Regions from separate parts of the Rattus norvegicus genome. Here region 2 is linked to region 1. A link is a contact called in public Hi-C data. All regions are on one chromosome and are shown on one strand. Each heading gives the region's core, a stretch centred on a gene start, on an enhancer-like site or on the middle of the called end of the contact. The rest is flanking DNA. Distances are from core to core; before and after follow the strand shown.

Region 1 (3,810 bases), core at 199-2,698:
TTGGTCGCAAAAGGAGGGGCAAGCAGGAGGAGCGGGTCCCGCCGCAGGGCTTGCGGAATCGCTAGGTCCGCCTGCCACCTAGCGGACGGGAGCCGCTCCCAGGCGGCACGCAGCCAAGTCCCTCCTCCCCTCCCCACTGGCAGCCAGTTCCTTTTCTGCAAACGAAGACAGCACTTTGAAAATTCTTTCAATGGATTTTTTTTCCTTGAAAGATCATACTAGGGAAAACGATACTTCTATTAGTTACATATTCTCCAATCCCACACTCGCACCCCCTCGTTTTAAGATCGCTCCCCTAGGCAGGCTCAGGCAGGCACGGAGCCGCAGAGTGACAAAGCCGCAGCTGCCACCACCCGGAGTGGGAATCCCTCTTGCCAGCCCTCGACTAGGGAGAGCATAAAAGTTTGTCTCTGCTCAAGCGTTCCGAGCGCCCCCAGGTAAAGGTAGAAGTAAATGTCCAAGCTGTATCGAAAGAGGTAGGGTTTGGCTTTTAATACTGGTTCCCACTTTACATCTCACCAGTGAGAGCTTTAGAAAGCGCAGAGTGTTTGGAGCAGGCTTTGCGCTTCTTGGTCTCTGGGACTAACCACTTAGTGGCCAATGATCATTTTTTTTTAAAGAGCAAAATAAAGACTTTCTTATGTATGCCCCACAGCCCTTCCATTTGGAATAATGGAGACTGCATTCTGCTTGCTGCGGCCCATTGTACGATGGAGAGGCGGGACGTGGGGTGACAGGGGCTCCTGGCCTTAGCCTCTCAACTCTAATATTCGTGACCAAGTCTTCCGGTTCGTTTAAAGGTGAAAACGATATTTTTTTTTTAAAAAGAAAGACAGAAAGGAAGGAAGGAAGAGGGAGAGCGCGCGCGCGCGCGCGCTGTTTATATAGAAATTCTAAAATTTACTCCCCAAACAATCAGAGACAGGGAGTAGTGAGCAGCGGAAGGCAGCAAAGAAAGGGAAGCTGGGGGAGGGAAGAGGAAGCCAAAAGCAAGGGTCCGGGAACGGAGGCCTGCTGGGTGCGGGGTCTGCTCGCCTAGTCTCTCTCGGACTCTGGATTGTACACGGTGGGCATCAGAAGCGAGACTCGGCCAAGCCCTGCCGTACCAGGCAAGTAACGCAAAGATAATCGTTTCTTTGGAACTTGGGGTCTGTAGCCTTCGATAACGTGGCCAGGCAGAAGGACAATTCTTACTCGGCCTCGGCAGCCTAGAAATTCAGTCAAGGCCGCCCAGGTGGAACCCGGAAAACTTTGGTTCAGGCCTAGTCCGGACCGACCATCGCCCATCCTTGCTGCAGCACCTCCTTGGAGGTGAGGATCCCTGCCAGTCCATCAGTCCAAACCCAAAACAGGCCCTGTCACTAACTTCCCCCACCGGGAGCGGGAAAACTACGTGGGCAGGGGACCCGAGATTGTATCAAGTTTAGCATCGGCGCGGCCAGTCCGCAGCTGGCGGAGCGGGAGATGCGGTGGAGCCCGCTGGACTGAGCACCTGTGCCTAGGCGCGGCGCGCGGCAGACAGGACCTCGTGAGCTGCGCTCAGTCGCCCGGCCCGAGGTCGCCGCGCGTAAAGGCAGGCAATCGATGGCTGCCCGTTTGATGTGGGCGATAGTGTCAGCGGATTAAAAGGGACATCAGCGGTTCTTCCAAGCATAGAACCCTCGGTGGCCGCGGAGAGCTGCGAGGTAGTAGAGCCAGATTCCACTCGCTAGGCTAGGCGGTCTGGGGGCGGGGAGGGGGTCCCCTCCCAGGAGTGGGAACCGAGGTTGTCTGTGTGAAAGGAAGAGCTTCAATTAGAACCAACAGGAGCGCTAACGCCCCCCCTCATCCCCCCAACCTCCCTTGCGCCGGGCAGGGGCGCACGTTTGCGTCAGAGGGCGCGAAGGGCGGGCTCGCTAGGAGTGGGTGGGGGTGGGGAACGGACATCGGGGACCGCGCCGGGGGCTGGGTGGGCTCTTGAATGAGACAGCCCTGCCTAGAAGGGCTAGTCGGGGGTCAAGTCCTGCAACAAAGCTGCAGGGCCAGCCGAGACTCAGCGGGAGAGATGGCGCCCACCCATCTTCACTGTGTCCTCTCCTAGCGTTCCTACCCCGCCCCAAGCTTCAAAACTTGCAAAAAGGCCTCTGGGACTTAGATTGACCCCCCAGAGCGGAGGAAGTCGGCCTCTCCAGGCCTTGGGCGAAGCTGCAGGCTTCTCTGGAAAAAATTGCAATTCTCCGTCTTAGCTCTAGGAGCAGGGATGGGACGTTGTTGGTGCTGCCCGCAGCAGGGGAAGCCTCTGGCTTTCTGAAAGGCAACTGGTTGTGCTCTTTTGAGGCAAGTGCCCCAGTCTCTTGTGATGGGGGTAGCATGAAGGAGAGACTTTTTGAAGAGAGCCTTACCCACCTATGGGACTCGGTCTATTTAGGACTTATTTCCTGGGATTCTGTGCTCCTTAGAGCAATTGCACACTCACATGCGTTCACAGTACTGTCACTACCAAAATGGCTTCCCTAGGAGTCCAGAGGTCAGCTCAAGTCTCGGGAAGCCTTTGTTTCTTAAAGTCGTGGTTTGACACCAGCTGAACTTGTCCTAATATCTGTTGTTGGATAGGTCACCAAAGAGAAAACGCTAGGATTTTTTCAAGGGCACCAGAGCTCTCAAACTGTGAAATTACACACACACTCAGCTGCTGAAATAGAAAAAGCAGTTGCAATTCGCACCCTTTCCTCTTATGTTCTCCTTTCCGGATTTCTTCCTTCTCCCTATCCACTCTGTTGGCTCCACACCAACCAGAGGCCTGGGAAAGTTAAATTGAGTTTGGAAGTGGTTACTGGACCAGACTTAGTCTTGCCAGTGCAGGTGGAGAGAAGGCAGATGGGGTTCTGCTTTCCCCAGGGTTAGGTAGAGCCTTGGGGGAAGACCTGGGAAAGGCCTGAGACCCATAGCCTTCTTTTTGTAATTTTCTCCTACTTTCCAAGTTCCCACAGACCCGTTCAACACACGGGGGTCCAGTGCAAGTAAGAAAGCGCCCTGTGCTTGGGCAAAGGAATTAAGCTGTGGATTTACTATTTGCCTTATGAGCTTCTAGCATCATGGTTGGCTGTAAATCACCTTTCTAAAAAGCTTGCCACACAACACTTGATCCTTCAGTCAGGCATCTGGTAAATAGCTGGCGGGAGAAGGGAGAATCTGAGGGGAGGGTAGGCTGTGGCCGCCCATATGGTAGGAACTGGTGCTCCAAGTCTCAGAGTCTGAATCTAAATGATCTTTTTACCCTATTTCCATAGCTCTTTAATTTTAACTGGGTAGGAAAAAGGCTCGCCTTTTCTTCACTAATCCTTTGGTCTCTTTCACATTTCCAATTTGCTTTACAGAAAGACACCAGATCATGCATTTTAGGTTATTGTGAAGTCACACTGGAAAAAAATAGCTTTGTAAAGACATTTCATAAATCTAACTCAAGAGCCAATGAGATCTACTAATGGCCACATATGTATAGAAAATTCTCTGGTACACCACTTCCATACCCTTAAGTCATTCAAACAGTATTATTCTGTTTAGAGAAACCACAGGACAGAAATAACTCCCTTCTTAAGCTCATGTGAAGTGAGGAACAAGCTTGCAAACTCTGTGAGAAAGGTCAGTTCCTCTGATCTTGATACAGACTTTTCCCAGAGAACTTGTCTTAAAGGTATCAAAACAATTAGTCTCCCTTGGCATGAGATTAAAGCCAGGGAGAATACAGTTAAAGAAGATGTGTTTAACATGATAGTGAACAGATCTTGGAGAGAAACAGTGAAGAGGTTCAGGATTGCCAACCTAAAGTTT
Region 2 (4,127 bases), core at 173-2,672, 270 kb after region 1:
ACAGGAAATGAACACGTCAAGAAGTGGCTTTCCAAGAAGGGATAAAAAATGCCTGGGCCAGCTCCATTCGAATTTGATGTCCAGTTTCAGGAAGTGTGAGCAGCCATAGGGGTGAGGCTGTTGTCCTGTGTCAATGGCACCTTGGTCCTTGGTCCGTTTCTGCCTTAAATTCCCCATGAGCAGTATACTTTGAAGTCCGCAGCCTCCTCTTAGCTGTCCCCGGGAGACTTGCTGAGGAAAATTGCTTTAGGACCTTTAACATGTGAGGGAGGAGATGGAGTGTCTTTCCTTGTGCTCATGAGAGCAGCTGGATTTAGTTGTTGTAAACATGGAATGACATAGGCTGAGGTCAAGGACACATTTTGAAATAATTGAAAGCCTACAGTTAGAACTATAAATAATTAAATGGATTCATTTTGTTGGCTTGCTTTAACATGCAGATATTAAAACGATGAAAGAAAATAGGTTTGTAACAATGACGTTAAAACAGCGAAGAAGAAGAAAGAAAAGCTGTTCCCAATGCCCTCGCTATGGTCTTTCCAGGTCCATTTTCTGCTCCAGCTTAACAATGCAGTTTAAGGAGAGCCATGCACTCTGTTTCTACACTCAGACTGCAGCAAATATCAGTCCAGCCACCCTTTTAGATCTACTTCAAGGAAATACAGGCTTGAAAACTGCTGCGGGTGGTTTTGTCTGAACTGCTGACATCCTGCAGCACACACTGGGTCCACACTGGAGCCAGGAACCTAGAGGTGAGCAAGCATCGAGCAGCACTTAGCAGAGTGAGGCAGGCGGGCCTGCGAGAAAGGTTGGAGGTGAGCCAGAAACTAATGGGGAAATAGGGGGTCGTCGTTAATTTTGATGTGGGGAAATCTGAAAGGCTCTTGTGCATGCCAGGGTATTTGAATATTTGGCAAACAGCTGGCTGGGCTCTGAGAGAGCTCTTCTTGATTCGCCTCGTCAGATGTTCAGAGATAAAACGAGTCAGCCCGCACGCCAGCACATAGCTCATAGCCTTGCAGTCAGTTTTGAATTTAGATTTGAATTGTGATATCAATGTCATGGTGGCACATGCTTTGAGAAAGTACTTACAGAGAATAATTGAAAGATTCAGTGAGAAGCTTCTGAAAGCCGTAATTTAAAGTTCCTCAGCCTCCACAGTACTCTCCCCATTAAAATTTAAAGCGACAGAAGCCCAATTATGGATGGTTATTTTCTTAAATAAAATCATATTTCTACCACAAGTGAAAGATTCATCGCTGCCCACTAATCTCTGTCAGGAGAACTCGGAGCCGTCCAGAGTCAATAGCTGAGCGAGCGGTTAGTTTTATCCTGGGGACAATGAGGCGGCACTGGGGGAAGCCAAGCTGCAAGGCCTCCAAGGAGGAGTCTGACTTGCGGGAGGCTGATTTGCATGATAATCACCATTATGGATCCTCTCTGGTGCCAGCCTCCACACTTAACCAAATGCAGTATAACTTTAATGGCAGCTGGGAAGCCTGAGCAAGGGCTGTAGCACACAATTTGCAAAGCCCGAATGACGTCAAAAGCTGTTAGGAGAGGGCAGCGGCTGTGAAGATAGCCGAGCAGAGAAGCTTGGAACCACAAGAAGGCTTGGAGTAACTTTAAAATCTGATAACGCGTCTAACTTCGGGGGCGGTTGAAAGGCGTGGAGCGTTTCAAGTTCTTTTAACTCAGGGAGATCTGTTCAGCAGAAGGAGCCTTGTCGTTTTTCTAGGACTTCCGCACGGCCACTGAAACTCTGGCAACGAAACACATCAGTGGGAACTTTCCCCAGACGCATTTCCAGTGAGAAAGTTTAGTCACTGTCAGATAAAAGTCCGGAGCCAGATTTTCAGAGCGTAAATCTCTCCTCGAATTCATTTGGTCCGTTGGATTTTACTTTATGCTGCATTGTGACTTGGAGAATGTGGTAGAATGGTAGCCAGAACAAAATAGTGCAAAGGGCCAGTCAAGCTTAAACCACTCTTATTTAGAAAAAAATTAAATTATTCTGCGGAGTTCCTGGAGACAAAGAAATATGGAAACCAACGCACAATGAGCCAGGAGAGTAACGATCCAGAAGGCATTATGTATATATACATAGCACTAACCTAAACAATGTCTTGGAGATGTCAAATCATAACATTTCTGACGTTTTAAAGTTCGACCAAACCTTTGCAACACTCTGTCTTACCGATGAAGTCACTCAACTGACAGCGGGACATGAACACAGATAGCCTTTGGCTGATTCTGCTCACTCTCAGTGTGAACCTGGCAGGACTGGTTCTCCCCACACAGTAGACTCTTGCTGCAGCTCCTCCCATCTCTTGATTTGTCAGTTTTGCATTGTTGTTGGCCTCCTTGTAAGAAATTAAAAGCGACTCTTTAACAGTTTGCAGCCTGGATTCAGTTGCCTTGACCCTTACTCTGCCCTGGAAGGGAGTACCTTGCCCATTTAGAAAGTTGTCTGGGCCAGCTCAAGTAAATGTCACACCACTTCTCCACAGAGTAGAGCTTTCTCACTGAGTCACACATTATCTCTAGAGTAGGGCCACACTGCCTGTCTTATCAAGATGGCTTAGTGGTTTAGCCTGTATAGCAGATGGGTTTTAGCTTTTCTATTAAACTACCATCTACCCTGGCCTCCATCAGCAATAGTAGGTTGCATTCTGGTCTTCCATCTATCCTATTTTATGTATTATCTATTTTTAGTCTCTTTCATGTAGTATGTTTTGCTGCAGTGAACATGATAGCACTTTTGATTTTGTTAATTTCTGATATTATTTGATTCTTCTAAATGTAATTTCTGTGATCTTACATAAGACTCAAGTGTTTAATGAACTGTTTAATTAACAAGCAGAAGTTCATTGGTTGGAAAAGGTTGTGAGAGCTCAGAGGTTGTTTGTCCTGTCTCACTGGAAGCAACTTTCTCTTCCTGCCATGACTTTGAAAACTCCAGACATTCAACATTATTCTCCAAAGAGGACTCGACAGACTCTTGTAGTCACAATGCTCTGGCCAAATGAGTTGGAAGTAAACCTGAAAGCCTGAGTCCTGTGGTGATAGTCTGGTATGCCTGCTTGATAAAGCAATAAAGAAAAGAAGGCAGGAGATTATCAAACTATAGACATCCTAGAGAGCTGGAATATTGTATACTACATAGTAGAAAATGTATACTTTGTAGAAAGTGGCTATGAAGGATTAATCCACTCCACATGTCCTGGGCAGCAAATCTACTCACGCTCCTTAGCAAACTGACCAAGTAAACCCTGCACTGCTTAACACCAGGAAGCCAAACACCTATTGAGAGTCCTGGCTGACTTGAAATGACCTCACTCCATCCTTTGCCTCAGTGCCTCAGGCCTGAAAGAAAGAAGCCCTTCATCTGTAGTGCTTTGGTGGTGCCCCAGGCCTGTTTCTTCTTTGCCGAGAGGATTTTTTCAAGACAAAGTGGTAGGATTTTGAATTCTAAAAGCACCCCACTCCAAAGGTGCACACGATTAATTCAGAATATTCACAGCCTGTGTCACAGAGACTTACAGACATCCAGTGGTGGGATCAATCGGACCAGGGCTTCAGACAAGTGCTTGATGGGCTGTCCCATCCTGTGTACTTTTCCAGTCAGGGTACACATATCTGAATTAGAAAGAAGGTGCACCAAGAGCAGCAGAGTCACCCCTGTTTAACAGCCAGGAATGTTCACATGATCACATGATGTGTTCATTTATACAGCGCCATGGAAAGGATCAGGCAGACTGGCTGGATTAAATCATTTCATCACACACCAAAACAGATTTGAAATGGACTTTTGATTATGATTGCTGATTCACTATGGGTATAATCCTTAATGTGGCATCTGATTAGGTTAATTTTCTCTAATTGAGGAATAGAACATTTAAACTTGTCCACTTGTTGTTATGGGTTGACAATTTTATATTCTGATTGTTGCCGAAGAACCAATTCCAGGCAATTCTTGTCTAGTATAGTTTGAGGTCACTGCTCTCCCTTCCTTCACCCCTGTGAGGCTCCTTAGATTGGTGAGGGAGACAGAGCAGGCCTAAGTGACTATTAAACTCTTTCCACATACTGTAAAAGCCATTAACTTAGACCTCACTAAAATTAGA

The links. Hi-C and Micro-C count contacts between places; a contact is called where the count stands out from the background.
Region 2: a contact with region 1 is called in a Hi-C map of frontal cortex, with 4 times the contacts expected there. The contact joins two enhancer-like sites. A contact is called at or near these places in 1 of 12 Hi-C or Micro-C datasets (frontal cortex) and 1 of 1 datasets of contacts at active chromatin or transcription factors (oligodendrocytes).

Annotation. Positions count from the first base shown.
Region 1 is chr2:9,788,848-9,792,657 of GRCr8, forward strand. No RefSeq gene overlaps it. Among named protein-coding and RNA genes, the nearest start is that of Nr2f1, 4.8 kb to the left of the region's middle. Within about 2 kb of position 1,449, at least 51 of the 93 cell types and tissues checked have an H3K27ac peak or open chromatin away from gene starts, as enhancers often do.
Region 2 is chr2:10,056,304-10,060,430 of GRCr8, forward strand. No RefSeq gene overlaps it. Among named protein-coding and RNA genes, the nearest start is that of Nr2f1, 270 kb to the left of the region's middle. Within about 2 kb of position 1,423, at least 34 of the 93 cell types and tissues checked have an H3K27ac peak or open chromatin away from gene starts, as enhancers often do.